2 separate regions of the Sus scrofa genome follow, and region 1 is linked to region 2. Evidence: chromatin contacts called from public Hi-C data. All regions are on one chromosome and are shown on one strand. The core of a region is the stretch at or near the end of the contact, and the rest is flanking DNA. Distances in the headings are between cores, read along the strand shown. Region 1 holds the start of NAA10 (N-alpha-acetyltransferase 10). Region 2 holds the start of HAUS7 (HAUS augmin-like complex subunit 7).

Region 1 (6,750 bases), core at 3,457-5,956, 400 kb after region 2:
GGGAGGTGGGTGGTCCAGGCATGGCTCACCCAGGGATGAGGGGCAGCAAACAATGGCGCTGCAGCCAGAAGGAATAGCAGGCATGAAAGGCGCAAGAGAAAATTTTAGGGCTGGAGTTGAAGCTGTGAAAAACAGAGGGCTCATTCTGCGTGAAATGACATGATGCACCTGCATCTGGAGCAGGGCTCAGAAGGCTCCCAGAACTCCAGGGTCTCCTTCCCCCCGGGGACCCCTCAGACACCTCAAAGACCCCGACAACGCTCTTCCCTTCTACTTGGGCTTAGCAGGACCCACTGTGCCAAAAGGACGTGAGGTCCACATCCACAGGGACGCGGAAGAGCCAGAGAGGGGCATCCACACACCCCAAAGATGTGCACACTCGCACACAATCTCCCCAAGGCCACTGGGTGAAGTTTATTGTGAAACCTCTCGCGGTGAGGATGGGATGGGCAGGCCAGGGCAGGGAGCCGAGCACGTGCAGGCTCTAGGAGGCCGAATCCGAGGCCTCTGAGCTGTCCTTGACGTCGGTGCTCTCTGTGGTCTCGCTGACCTCGCTGAGGTCCTTGCTGTCACCACCGCTGTCCTCAGCAGCCAGGCCCTTTTCCTCACGACAGGCCTCTCCCGAGCTTGGAAGCGAGTTGCCCTTGCTGTCTGCCTTGTTCTCGATGGAGCCCAGCACCACGTGCCTGCCCTTGTCCTTCAGCTCCAGGTGCCGCCGCAGCTGCCGCCAGGAGCCCAGGGAGAGGCGGGAGGAGGGAGACAGGGCCTAAGTCCCGAGACCACGAAGGCCCTCTCCCGCCCCCTGGGGCTTTTCACTTGCTGGGGCAGGGGGCGGGATGCCAGGGAGCCCGGCCAGGGTGGGAAACACAGGCTGAGGTGGGAGAGCCGGCGGAGTCCTGGCGCTGCCCTCTCTGTGAGCCTGTTTCTTCTCCCGTAGAGCGGAGGCGCTCCAGACTCCCTCCCACGGCTGCTGTGGCGCCCCCGTCTCTCAGCACCTCTAGGGCCTCCTCCCTCTTGCATCACGCCTCTGTGGCGGTACAGGTTCCTTCCTCTGAGAATGGAAGCTTGGGTCGATGGCCGTCTTTATTTATTTATTTTTTGTCTTTTTAGGGCCGCACCTGCGGCATATGGAGGTTCCCAGGCTAGGGGTTGAATCGGAGCCATAGCCGCCGGCCTGCGCCACAGCCACAGCCACGCGGGATCCAAGCTGCATCTGCGACCTACCCCACAGCTCACAGCGCCGGATCCTTAACCCACCGAGCAAGGCCAGGGATCGAACCCGCAACCTCATGGTTCCTAGTCGGATTCGTTAACCACTGAGCCACGACGGGAACTCCCTCGATGGCCATCTTTAGAGCTCTGCCAAGGTCCAGCCCCCCCCCCCCCCCCCGACAGCTAGGGCAGCTGAGGTGAGGGAGGGCCGTGACTCCCAGCAAGGCTGGCGCCTAGTCCACCTGGCCTCCAGCCATCACGGCCTCCTGCTGCCTCAGGCCACCCCTGCCGGCCTTGCTTTGCTTCATCTGCAGGACGGTGGCCCTGACCCCACTGGACTCTTACCTCGTCGGCCATCTGGGTGAGATCTCGCTTCATCGCATATGCATCCTCCCCGTCTGCGTAGTACTTGGGCTCCACTTCGCTGATCCTGGGGGGGGGTGGAGAAGGAGGACAACCCAGGTCAAGAGGCAGCCTCTCCTAGTGGGCAGGGCGGCACAGCCCCTCCAAGGACCCTATCAGAGACACTTCCATCGTGGCTTGCTTTCCCTCTGCTCCTGTCCTGGGCCCTTGTCTCTACTGCCGCCCTCCACCAGGCCCCCGCCAGCATCAGGCAGTCTTCTCCCGGCCCAGCAAGAAACACCAAACATCCCCTGGAATCACATCAGGCCTCGAGCAGGCGGCAGCAGGCGGGTGCCCTTGCCCCTGAGAGCGGAGGAGGTGTCCGGGCAAGGTGGGGAGTCCCCGGCCCCCTCCCTGTGTTGGCAAACTCCAGCTATCCCACCCCCCTGCCCCGAAGGCAGCTCAGCCCATCCCGCCACCTGGATAAGCCAGACCTGGGCCCATCGCAGTCCCTCGGGAATATCCGGATCTACTTACTGAAAGTTGAGGGTGTTGGAGTAGAGGTGCAAGGCGGCCCGGTTACTGCAGGGGAACAAGGCACTGCTGAGCCCCACAGACTCAGCTGTGGGCAGGGACGGCTCATCCAGGTCCTGCCCCCACTGAGTCCCGTCCCCCCCCCACCCCGCCCCACCCATCCCACTTCCCGACCTTCTCCAAAAGCCAAGGAAGGCACCCCAGGACCCACATCAAGACAGTCCCTCTCCCCGCCCCCCTTCCCCTTCCCCTGGCTTCCACCTCTTCCGGACATGCAGCGAGACGTATTTGGCGTTGAAGTTCTCAATCATGGCTCGGGAGGCCTGGTCCATCAGCTTCTGAGCCAGGCCGAGGCGCCGGTGGGAACGCTTCACTGCCTGGTGGGAGAAAGGTGGGCCTCGAGGGCTGCTCCCACTAACTCCCACTCCCCCCAGAGCCCGGCGGGGGGGGGGGCCCTACGCACCAATGAGGTGATGTGGCCGTGGGGCACGTCGTCAGGGTCCTCTTCCCTAGCGCAGGAAGAAGGGGTTAGTGAAGAACCTCAGACGTCCCAGCCCCAGGGGGCGGGAGCCAGGACTCTCAGAACCCCAGGCAGCAGCCAAAAGACATGCAGGGTCGATGGAGTATCGTTCAAGGCTAACAAGAAAAGAGCTCTCTGGAGTTCCCTTGTGGCGCAGCGTGTTAGGAACTGGCACTGTCCCTGCAGCGGCTCGGGTCGCTGCTGTGGCAAGGGTTTGATCCCTTGCCTGGGAACTTCCACCTGCCACAGGCCAGCCCCCCCCCCAAAAAAAGAAAGGAGCTCTCAAGCCATGGAAGCAGGTGGAAGAAACTTCAACGCACATGACTAAAGTGAAAGGTGGTTTGAAAAGGCTACACACGGGTTCTAAACATATGGCCTGGGAAAAGCAAAACTGTGGAGAGAGGAAAGAGATCAGTGGCCACCAGGGCTGGAGGGAGGAAGAGACGGCTGTGAGGAGCACAGGGACTTTCAGGGCAGTGACACTGCTGGGCCTGACACTACAGTAGGGGCACAGGTGCTGGGAGCCATCTGTCCACAGAGGGCAGAAGGCAGAGACTGTGGACTTCAATGTAGCAATGTCGCCTCACCACCTGTAACAAATGTCCCGCAAGATGTCAAGGATAGGAGACTAGAGAAGAGGGGAGAGGTCACATGGGAACCCTGGACTCGCCCCTCAGTTGCTTGTAAAGCCACAACTGAACTAGAAACCAACCAACCAGCCCACCCCAGGCACAGCATCCCGAGTTGGTGCTCCCCCCTCTCCCCGGCCCAGGTCAGGCGCCAGGCTTCTCTCTCCATCCTTTGGTGACTCACATTTTGGCCAGGACGTACCCCACAATCTTCCCATTCTCATCCTCGGCGATGTAAGAGAGCTGGGTGACAGCAAAGAGAAGGCAGAAAACAAACGCCTGTCAGAGCCGGAGGCGCCCTTGGCGGACACCTGGCCCGACCGCCTGCCTCTTACCGTGTGTGTGACAGACGGCAGCCAAGCACAGGCGGGGAGCTCAGTGACAGTTCCTGAGCTCTGGCCCAAGTGGCTTGGTTTTCCCGCACCACACTGTGCCCTGGTCCCTAACCCAGAAGGGGTGGACAGGCACAGAGGGGATCCCTACCTTGGCCCTGTTCCTCCGCCCTCTTCAGGCACCTCTCCCCCCCCCCCCCACCCGCAGACACTCAGGGCCTGTTCACCCCTTCGCCCCGCTAGGGTCTTGACGACCTTGCCTGCCCCTCCCAAACTGACCCAGGCTGGAATTTCCTTGGTCTGGTTTCCGCCATCCCTAAATGCAAAAGCTGCCCACCTGGGGCCAGGAAAGGCCGTGGTAGAAGTAATATTTCATCTGGTAGTTCTCCGGCAGGCACAGGAGGTTGCAGTGCTGCATGTTCATCAGGTCCTCTGGCTGCGGGGGAGGAGGGCAGCGGAATGCGGTCAGGCCAGGGGCTGTGGTGACTAAGTAGGCCTCAGACCTGTTACAACTCTGCTGGCTGTCTACTCACCCCCCCACCCCACCGGGCTGGGCGGGCGCCGTGACTATCTGTCTCTGCACAGGCCTGGCTCACAGCCACTGCGCAAAAACTGACTGTTCCAGGAATGAACGTGAGCGCCAGGAAGCTCCCAGACACCATCCAGCTGCGCCCCGACGTCCCGGAAAGAACGGGTTTGCAAGCCCCGGCCCTGCGCCCCTGGCCTCCTATTCGCGTAGGTCCAGTCCCACCGGCTTAGTGGCCTTCACTGTGCCGCGCCGGTCGGCCGCTGGCGCGCAGAGCGACTGGCCCGGGGCTCGGCTGGGCCCCTGGGGAGCATGCGCACGCGGCCACCGGGCCCCGCTCCCACGCGGCGCGGACAGCCTCCGGCCCCGGCCCCTCACCCTCGCATTGCGGATGTTCATAACGGCGGCGGGGCTCGTGGCTCCCAGCGGGTCGTGAACGCGCAGTCAGCTGTCGCCGCGCTCCGGAGCGTCGCCGGAGCTGCCAGGGCACGGCTGGGACTGGAGCTGGGTCCGGGATCGCGGGGGCGGTGGCGGAAGGGGCGGTGCGCACCGGGCCCGGCCACCGGCCGGAAGTGCGCGCCGCGGGCCCGCCCTCTCGGCCGCTTGGCCAATGCGCAGGGTGGGCCAAGGGCGGGGCGGGGCCTCCCCGCGGGGCGTGACGAGGCGGGGTCTGGTCGGGCCAATGACCTGGCGGGCCCCGGGCCTTGTTGGCAGGGTGGGCGGGCCCAGCGCGCGGGGCGGGTCACTGTCCTGGTGAGCAGGTGCCCTCTGGCCAGCGCGGCGGTCTCTCCCTTCCCGAGACCCAGAGACTCTCGCACACGGGCTATGGTGCAGGCTCAGCTTTATTCTGCGCTTCGGCGGGCGGGGTCAGCGGGCGAGGACCGGGCGCCGTAGAGCCTAGGCGAGGCGGCTCAGCAGGGCGCTCAGCATCTCTTCGCACATGGCAAGGCACCGCGGCACGTGGAAGCAGCCTGCGCAGAGGCAGGACGGCGGGTTGGGAGGGCCAGGGGCAGCCGAGCGCTCCGAGCCCCTGAAGCCCTGCCGTATCTCCCACTCACCTTTAAAGGGACCCCCCTTGATAGTGAGGGCAACCTTCCCCTCTCGGTTCAGGTAGCCAAACCATTCCCCGTACTCGGGATCACGAAACTGCAACAAGGAGGAAGTGACAGGTGGTGCCTGCAGGAGCCGCCCCGACGCCACAGGCCCTGGGGAAGGGGCGTTCCCTGTCCCCACTAAACCGCTCCACAATCAGTGCTCCTAAGTGAGTCCCGGACAAAGGTGAATGCGAGGGCTTTTCCTTTTCCTTTTTTTGCAGGTGGGTGGGAGTCTGCACCTAGATAACACTGCTTGGGAAAGAGGCCACAGGCTGTGAGATGAAACCTTGCAAGTTGGAATAAGAAATTCTCTATCATGATTGCGCTGGTGGTGACAGATATACACATTGTCATGTCTCAGTGAACTAAATGCTTACAATGGATACGTTTTAGAGTATATAAATTGTACTTCAATAATAACTGATTTAAAAGAAGGAAACAGGAATTCCTTTCATGGCTCAGCGGTTTATGAACCCGAACCCAACTAGTAACCATGAGGATGCAGGTTCTATCCCTGGCCTTGCTCAGTGGGTTAATTGGCAGATGCGGCTCAGATCTCGCATTGCTGTGGCTGTGGTGTAGGCTGGCAGCTGTAGCTCTGATTCGATCCCTTGTCTGGGAACTTCCTTGGCCCTAAAATGCAAAAAAAAAAAAAAAAAAAAAAAAAAAAGAAGAAAAAGAAACAAAGAAAACATTGATGATGGAAGCGCCCAACCCTCGTGTAACTTTATAACAAGTTACTCCCTAGGAGGTCCTGGTTCCCTGCTCCTCCGAGGCCTAATCTTCAGGCCTGTCTTCCAGGGAGATGAGATGGTGGGCATGTAGCAATGACATCTGACTCCGGCCCTGCACACCACAGGTCTCAAACACACTCCCCCTCCCCTGGAGCCACCCGAAGCCTGCCCCTGCCCCACAGCTCTGTTGATGCCCTGGGACTCCCTTCTCTCCTGCCCACATCCCACCGGGCACCTATCCCGTGGAGGCTTCTCCAGTTCCTTCCCGACACTCCAGTATAGACCTCAGACCCCTGGTCTAGGCCCTTCTCTTTCCTTTCCAGATAAGAGACTTGAGCAGAAGCCCTTCTCAGAAGGCCCAAGGAAGAAATCAACGATATTGAAGTCCCCTATCAAAATGTCGTCCTTGGAGTCCCCATCCTGGCTCAGTGGTAACAAACCGGACTAGGATCCATGAGGACGAGGGGTCGATCCCTGGCCTCGCTCCGTGGGTTAAGGATCCGGCGTTGCCGTGAGCCACGGTGTAGGTCGAAGATGCAACTTGGATCTGGCGGTGCTGTGGCGGAGGCCAGCAGCTGCAGCTCCAAATAGACCCCTAGCCTGGGAACCTCCATATGCTGCGGGTGCGGCCCTTGAAGAGACAAAAACAAAGACAAAAAAAAAAAATGTCTGTGTAAATGGGCGCCTGTGAGTTGGTGTACTCTTTTTTTTTTCTTTTTAAGGCCACACCTGTGGCAAACGGCAGTTCTGGGACTAGGGCTCGAATCGAAGCTGCACCTGCCGGTCACAGGCACAGCCACACGGGATCCAAGCCACATCTGCGACCT
Region 2 (7,498 bases), core at 4,724-7,223:
CCAGGACGGACAGGCCCTGCAGGGAAAGAGCAAAACCAGTCAGGCCTGGGTGGGCCACAGCGGTCCCGTCACAAGCCCTCTGCACACACGCTCTCGAAAGTGAATTACTCGTCGTAGGGGCTAAATGCCGCCGAAACGCCCACTCTAACATGGGTCATTTTAGGGAGTTCCCTGGTGGCTCTGAGGGTTAAGGATCCAGCATTGTCAGTGCTGTGGCTCTAGTTACTGCAGTGCCGTGGGTTCAATCCCTGGCCCAGTCACTTCCGCATGCCACGGGCACGGCCAAAAGATAAATAAATAAAAAGAAAACAGATAATTTTATCTGATGTGAATTGCAACTCCACAGGTTATCAGGGAAACAAAACCCAAAACATTTCGGAAAGTTCACCTCCGAAATGTAAATCTGAACACTGACATTTAAATTCTCATGAGAAAAAGATGAAAGCACTGCCCAGGAGGCAAAAAGGCACGTCGCCAGAGCTGGAAGCGCCTTCTCAGGAGGCGCCCAGGGCAGCTTCCTTAAAGCGCTTGGGAGCCGGTGGGCCGAGCCCTCCCGCGGCGGCGGTCCCACGGGCCCTGGCGGGGTCCCCGGTGGCCCTTCTGCGCCCGGAACGCGCTCTTCCCGCCCAACCTGAGCGCGAGGCGCGGTGCCGGCCGCAGCGCATCCCACGAAGCCGGCGGCCGACGCCCCCACCCAGGGAAGCCGGAGGAGGCCACCGCGGCACCCCATTCACAGCCAGGCCCAGGCCCTGCCCCTCCACGGCCTGTCCCTCCACGGGGCTCTCACCTCCGAGACTGCGGCCTCGTGGAGGCGGGAGCTGGCTTGCCCTCCGCATCTCCAGGGCCTAAGGCGGCGGCCGGCACCGTGAAGGTGGCCAGTAGGCGGGGACGAGGGCATGACCGCGCTTTGGCCACAGAATCAGCTGCCACTGCGTCCACGCTTAGCGCCTTCAACCGAGATGATGCCACCCCAGGTCACGGCTCTGAGCCATCGGAGGGCTCCTGGCGTGATGGGCTGTGGGGTCACAGCCCCGGCCTCCCGGGTCGGGTGACGGCAGGCCCAGCCGTCCCCGCGGCCTGGCGGAACCGGAGCCTTGATGACACCACACAGGTAAATGGGACAGTGGCCACCCGTAAGCAGCTTTGCCTTAAGCTGCCAAGCTCGTGGACGGAACCAAAGGCAGTGAGGTGGCAACATACTGGGTCTCATCCGTGGGGGGCACGGACCGAGCACTGCACGCCCAGCCCTGCGCTCCAGGCCCGGCCCAGCGCCAAGGCCACGGGAACTTGGCTCCAGCAGCTGAGGCCGCCTCCTTGCCAGGGAGCCCCGCGAGCTGGCTGCCATGGCAGGCTCCTTCCCCAGAATGACTGGGGCCGGGACTCCGGCCTGCTACAGTGGTGTGGGGGCCCCGGGCCCAGCCCTAGGGACCCGGCGACCGACTCATCGCGGTGGGAAAGGGCACTGCTCCTTCCCTGAGTTCATGCCTCCACGGGCCTGCATCCCAGGCCCCACCTGCCCTGACCACGCTGGGGCCCTGGGAGCTGGCGGGACCATGACCGGTGACCCAACCACCCAGCCCGAGGCACCAGGCCCCACGCCGCGGGATGGCAGGGAAGAGGGGTTGGGGCCCAGGCGCCTCAGCTGCGCCACCTGTCGTCCCTCCTCATGAAGGCGGCCGCGCGCTCAGCCCTGGCCATCGAGGGCGGGGCCGCAGGGCGGTGAAGCTACAGGAGGCTGGCCCTGGGCCTGGATGCTGGGCAACACTCCCTGACCAAGCGCCGGGCGGAGAGCGCTCGGGGATCCAGCAGGCTGGACCCCGACAAACCGCCTCAACTCACTAACGAATAAGCCCCCGAAGGCCTAAGCGGCCTCACTCAGAAAGGACTTTCATGAAAGCTGATTTTCCGGAAGCAGCAGGGAACAGGGCACAACCCGACGGTGCTCAAGGCCCTGAAGCAAGCAAAGCTCTTCGGGAGCCCAGGAAAGCCACACGAGCGCACGCAGCCACCCAGGGGCCCTCTGGCTCTGCCCCGCCCGTGCTGAAGGCCAGCCTGGCATGGGGGCCACTAAGAGCTGCCATGGCCAGCGCCCCCCTCCCCAGTGCTGGGTGCAGCTTCCAGGTTCCGCCCAGAGGGGTGAAACAGTGGCCCTTAAAGGAGGATGAAGTGGCGAAGCCACATGCAAAGAAGCCAACCTGAAATTGGGAGAAACTGAACTCTGTCCAGTCCTCTTCAGGCCCCTGAAAGGCCTACAGCACCTTTGCCAGGTCCAGGTCATTAAAAGCCACTGCACATTCCCTGCTTACTTCTTAAAAGGATTCTGTTCCTTGTATTCAAAAACAGCACTAAAAGCATTTGAGGACTGCAGTTGTAGCCTCTCACCCATCCCCTCTGGCCAACAGAGCGACCTGGTCCTCACCCTTCAGCCGGGCCAGGCAAATCTGGGCTCCCTCCCACAAGAGCCTCTCTAAGATGGAACTTTGGCCTCCCTCCTCCTGGGATTGCATTCAAGATCCAGGAACTGGAGTTCCCGCTGTTGTTTAGCGGGTTAAGAACCCGACTAGTATCTGCAAGGATGAGGGTTCCATCCCGGCCTCACTCAGTGGGTTAAGGATCCGGTGTTGCCGCAAGCTGTGGTGTAGGTCACGTATGTGGATCTGGCATTGCTGTGGCTGTGGTGTAGGCTGGGAGCTGCAGCTCTGATTCCACCCCAGCCGGCAACTTCCATATGCTGCAGGTGTGGCCCTAAAAAGAAAAAACCAACCCAGGCCATCCCCACTACTCTCTCTCCTCCCAGGGTCCTGGACCAGGCGCGGGTCCCTGCAGGGCAGACAGTGCCTGTCATATGAGCCATTGCCATTCCAAGCCAGGGTCCTGCCATCTTTTCCCAGGGCCATTGCAACAGCCTCTGCATTGGTCTCCCTGCCTCCAGCCTCTCCCCTCCAAGTCCATCCGCCCAATTCACCCTGCCCAAAATGCCAATTTCAATACATCACTCCCCTGGTCCCATGCTCATCCCGCCCAGAGCATAAAGTTCAAAGGGCTTCACACGGCTTGCCAGGCTCACCATGAGCTCCATGAGCTGCCCTGAGCTGCCATTCAGACCAGTGCTGCCCAGCTCTCCCTCCCACACCCTGACTCCCCACTCCTGTGGAAACGAGTGCCCCCCGTTCCCTCTCAGATCAAAGACCACCTCCTCCCTGCCAAGGTCCACTCCTCAGACTGCAGGAGGATGCCCAGCACTGGGATTGTGCCTGAGCCTTTTGTGGACACTAAACCCCAGCTCCCTGAGGACACCCAGCCGTCTGAGGCACCTGGAATGGTACCCGGGTGCACCTGCTTGTCAGCCCACAGCCTGGAGCGTGTCTCGAGTATGCGCAACACCACACTGCAACCTGGGGCTGACGGGGGGGCGGGGGGGGGGGCGCCCACCTGGGGCCCGCCCTCCAGCAGCTCCCAGTGCACTGGAGAGTCCGACAGGATAGAGGGCCAAGACAGAACCAGCAGGCTGAGGGCTCTGGCAGGGGTGCGCTCAAGAGGCTATGGGCATCCAAGGGAAGGAGAGACATGTTTTGCCCTGGGAATTGGAGACTTTTTTTTTTTTTTTTTTTGTCTTTTTGCCATTTCTAGAGCTGCTCCCGCGGCATATGGGGGTTCCCAGGCTAGGGGTCGAATCAGAGCTGCAGCCGCCGGCCTACACCAGAGCCACAGCAACACGGGATCCGAGCCACGTCTGCGACCTACACCACAGCTCACGGCAACGCCGGATCCTTAACCCACTGAACAAGGGCAGGGATCGAACCCGCAACCTCATGGTTCTTAGTCAGATTCGTTAACCTCTGAGCCACGACAGGAACTCATGGAGACTTTTTAAATGAAGACTGGACATGTGAGCTGGGTCTTTAAAGGCTGTATAGGAGTATGTGTGACATGCAGAGACCTTAGGGGCCATTCCAGGAGAGAGAAGAGTCAGTGAGAACAGAAGGTTATGAGAGCACTGCGGAGCCAAAGCCTGGGGTGGGGCCTGGGGAAGGGCCTGGATGGCAGGAGGAGAGGCTGCTGGAAAGGCACAGGCTGGAACATGAAAGCCCCTCCTCCGTCCTCCAGGGCAGGCTTGCTGACTCCCTGGGGCCTGGCAGGCACGCACCAGCTGAGTGCGAGCTGGATCCTCCCCGCTCCAGCCAGGCTCCCATCTAGGCACCTTCCTCAGCTGCAAGGGCAGACAGGCCAGGCTGAAGAGGGGCAGAGGCCTGGCCTCCTGGGAGACTACAGACGGACCGGCCAGGACCACTCCAGGGACAGCCCTGGGGGGTCATGGCCAAGAGCACAGCAGCCAGTGCCCCACGGAGGCTCACCTCAGCCTTCCCCACCACAGCCTTGAATGCTCAGCTAGGGGCTGCTGCTCTCGAAGAAGAGACATTTCGCAGGACTTTCGGGATTTTTCCCCTTGCCATCTGGGCAGACTTCGTTTCCCTTGCACGGTGCCAGGCACACACCCCAAGGTGCACCTTGACCCAAAGGACTGGGAAACAGGGTTTTGGCCCTGTTTGTCACTCTCTGGTGGCAAGAGCCGAGACAGTTCGCGACTCCAGACCGACCCTCAGCTTCCCGGTCTGAAAATGAAAGGGCTGAAGTCCATCATTTCCCACGCCCAGTCCCTGCCAGCTCAGAAACTAGTAGTCATGGCACGAAAAACTCCAGGAGGCCAAGCTCAGCTTCGGCAAGGTGGCAAACAGACACACTGAAGCACTGCCCAGGGCAATTTCTCCCTAGATTTGAGCCCGCCTTCACGGCTGGCACTTCTTACCTAAGCAGCAGCTCTCACAGTGACCCTGGATGGAGGACAGCTCCTCAGGAAGAGAACAAAAGCCCATCTTCCCCAGGTGGCCGCGAACCCCAGGGGTGAGGAAGAACCAAGGACATTACCGGATACAGATCCACTCCAGGATTTCCAAGCGGTACTTGGACGGGCTACACAGCAGTTCCTGAATAGTCTTTGGTTCTGCGATATAAAGACCCTCGAGGAAGGGGCAGTTGAGGTCCTAAGCAGGGAAAGGGAAAGCCAGCAAGCTTTAGAAAGCCCACCATCAGCGAAGGGCTGAAACTCACATCTACAATCATGCTCTCACCGCCCTCGTGTGCACACGCCTTCACTGCGGCCAAGCACCCACCTCCAGGCTCGCCGCCCACCCCCCCACCCCCGCCAGGCGTGCCGGCACCCCCGCCGCGCTTGCCATCGCGCCCCGGGGTTCAATTCCCATCAATCGAAGCTGCCCCTCTTGGGGCTCAAGCAGAAGTTGGACGTGGACGGAGGAGCAACTGGGAGCCTTAGCTAGACTCTGATGGCGGCTCCCGGCTGCGGAACCACAGGGAAAGGAGAGGGACGGGGCCGACCGAGCCGATCGTGGGGTGGGGGGGGGAGGGGAGCGCGGGGACCCGATGGGGGCGGGGGCGCGGGGAGCACGACCGGGGACAGCTGCCTGGCCTCAAGAGAAGGGTTTCCTCACCAGTACCCTCACGGGCATCTGACGCTGACTCGACTGGGGGCACGGACGCTCCCCCCCCCGCCGCCGCGGTCACCCCGACCGCGCGAGCTCCCTGAGGCCCCGGCTTGTGCCCTCCCCGCCTCTGCTCGCTCCGCGCGCCCCGGCCGAGTCTTGCAGGGTCTGTGCCGCAGAAGTTCGGGGGCAGGACGCTCGAGGCGCCGGACCGAACGACCCGGTACGGGCCGCGCCGGGCGCCGCCGACTTCCGCACCACACCCCGCCCGCCCTGCCACCCGGCCCACGCCGGCCTGGGGTGGCTCCTCGGCCCCGCGGCACCTTCAGCTTCCCGAAGACCTCCACGGCCGCCTTGAACACGGCGTCGTCGCCCTCATCCTCGCTGCCGCCACCGCCGCCAACGGCGACTCGTCCCGCCATGTTTCGCGCTCGGAGCCGCGCCCCGCCCGCGCCCGGGGCTGACTGGCCGGCCCGACCGCCAATCAAGCGCAGGCCCCGCACTCCTCCCGCCCACCGCCGGCGCCCGGGAGGGGGCGGTGCCCCGAGCCTCCGTCACCCCCACCGCGCCTTCCCATTGGGCCGCGCCTCGGCGCACGCCTCGGCCCCGCCCAGAAGACCGACCTCGAGAAAGAGGGCGGAGCCGGGGCGGGCGCTCGGTCGCCCGCTCGCGGCGCCCCCGGCCGGCGGAGAGGGCCGAGAACACGGCGGGGAGAGCGTCCTCCAGGAGAGGGCGCTCCTGCACAGGTCGGTTTCTCCGCGGGAGGATGAAGGAAAGCCTTGGACCGGACGGAACTGGAGCTTAAACGTCCCATCTTCCAAAGCGGTGCTCTGTCTCCGGTTTCCCACATTCCCAGCTGGAGTTGACGGAGGTTTCGTGGGTTCGAACCCGGCCCCAGCTCCCCAGCTGTGCGACTTCGGGCAGGTTACCTAACCTCTCTGTGCCTCCTTGCCCTCACCTAATGGGGCTAATGAGAGCGTTTACCTCATTGGGTTGCTATGAGGATAGAATGAGGTAATAATTCCTATGAAATACCTAGGACAATACCTGGCATGGAAAAAGCGCTCTGGAAATGTTCGCTATTATGATGCTGGGCCCTGCTCCTTCCACCTCCTCCTCCCCGACTCTGTCTTCCGCCTTCCCGAAGGTTCGGTGCCTCCTTCCTGCCCTGTCCACTTACAAATGTCTTGGCACCTCTCAGGCCCCCCCCAGACTCAGTGAGTCGGAAACGGAGTTTGTCAACCTGTCCTTGTCCTCCCCCGCCCCTCCAAAAGCCCCCCGCTCAGTGAATGCCCCCATCCCGGGGACTTGGGGATCAGATGAGCTGGGAAGGAGCTGGAGGGTGGCTGGTGCCCAGGGGAGTGGGGCTGTCAGCCCTCAATCCCCTCCAGGGTCTATCCCTGCTCGGTGCCCCACCCTGTCATCTCTTGGAGGATGGGACCGGGGGCAGGTCTAGAGAGAAGGAGACCTGGGGACCTGGCAGAAGGCAGTCGGCCCTGTTCTGGGAGGGCAGGGGCAGGAGCCTGGGCTAACAGGAAGGGACCCGGCCTGGCCTTGCGGGGCGCGGCCGGATTCCCTACTGAATGGTTTGGAATTCCAAGCTCCTCTGAGGACACCAAGCCTCAGAACTGGAGCTGAAGGGACAGCCCACTGCAGGAGTCCAGGGACCTAGAGACATGCAAAGCACCTTGAGGTCCCGTCCCACGTCGATGACGTGGCTGCTGCCTTGGGCCCTTCTGGCAGCTGAAGGTTGTAGGGGGGCTTTGGGTTGTTTTTTTAAGTCTTTTTTTCTCTTTTTCTGTTTTTGTTTTTTCTTTCTTTTTAAAAAATTTCGTTTCAATCACAGCCCCAACTCAGACGTTCAAATTCTTGTGGCTTTTTCTGTGGATCTTTCCTAGGACTGGGGAATTTGGCGGGAGAAACCATGGCAGTGTGGTGGCCTCCCCCACCCTCCCCATATCCTCTGCTCCTGAGGATCGGGAAGAAACCAGCCCCTGTGT

What was found. Hi-C and Micro-C count contacts between places; a contact is called where the count stands out from the background.
Region 1: a Hi-C map of epiblast stem cells shows a contact between it and region 2, with 2.7 times the contacts expected there. The contact joins the promoter of NAA10 here to the promoter of HAUS7 in region 2. A contact is called at or near these places in 1 of 47 Hi-C or Micro-C datasets (epiblast stem cells) and 1 of 2 datasets of contacts at active chromatin or transcription factors (alveolar macrophages).

Annotation. Positions count from the first base shown.
Region 1 is chrX:124,658,038-124,664,787 of Sscrofa11.1, forward strand. NAA10 (N-alpha-acetyltransferase 10) reads right to left here and starts at 4,707. Exons shown (of 8, transcript XM_013986517.2): 1 at 4,474-4,707; 2 at 3,907-4,005; 3 at 3,422-3,480; 4 at 2,552-2,597; 5 at 2,350-2,465; 6 at 2,092-2,136; 7 at 1,558-1,642; 8 at 392-721. The coding sequence starts at 4,494. The coding sequence ends at 485. RENBP (renin binding protein) reads right to left here. Exons shown (of 11, transcript NM_213900.1): 10 at 5,154-5,241; 11 at 4,920-5,066. The coding sequence ends at 4,993.
Region 2 is chrX:124,252,160-124,259,657 of Sscrofa11.1, forward strand. It overlaps HAUS7 (HAUS augmin-like complex subunit 7), which reads right to left and starts at 5,974. Exons shown (of 10, transcript XM_021079955.1): 1 at 5,822-5,974; 2 at 4,927-5,042; 3 at 1-16. The coding sequence starts at 5,920.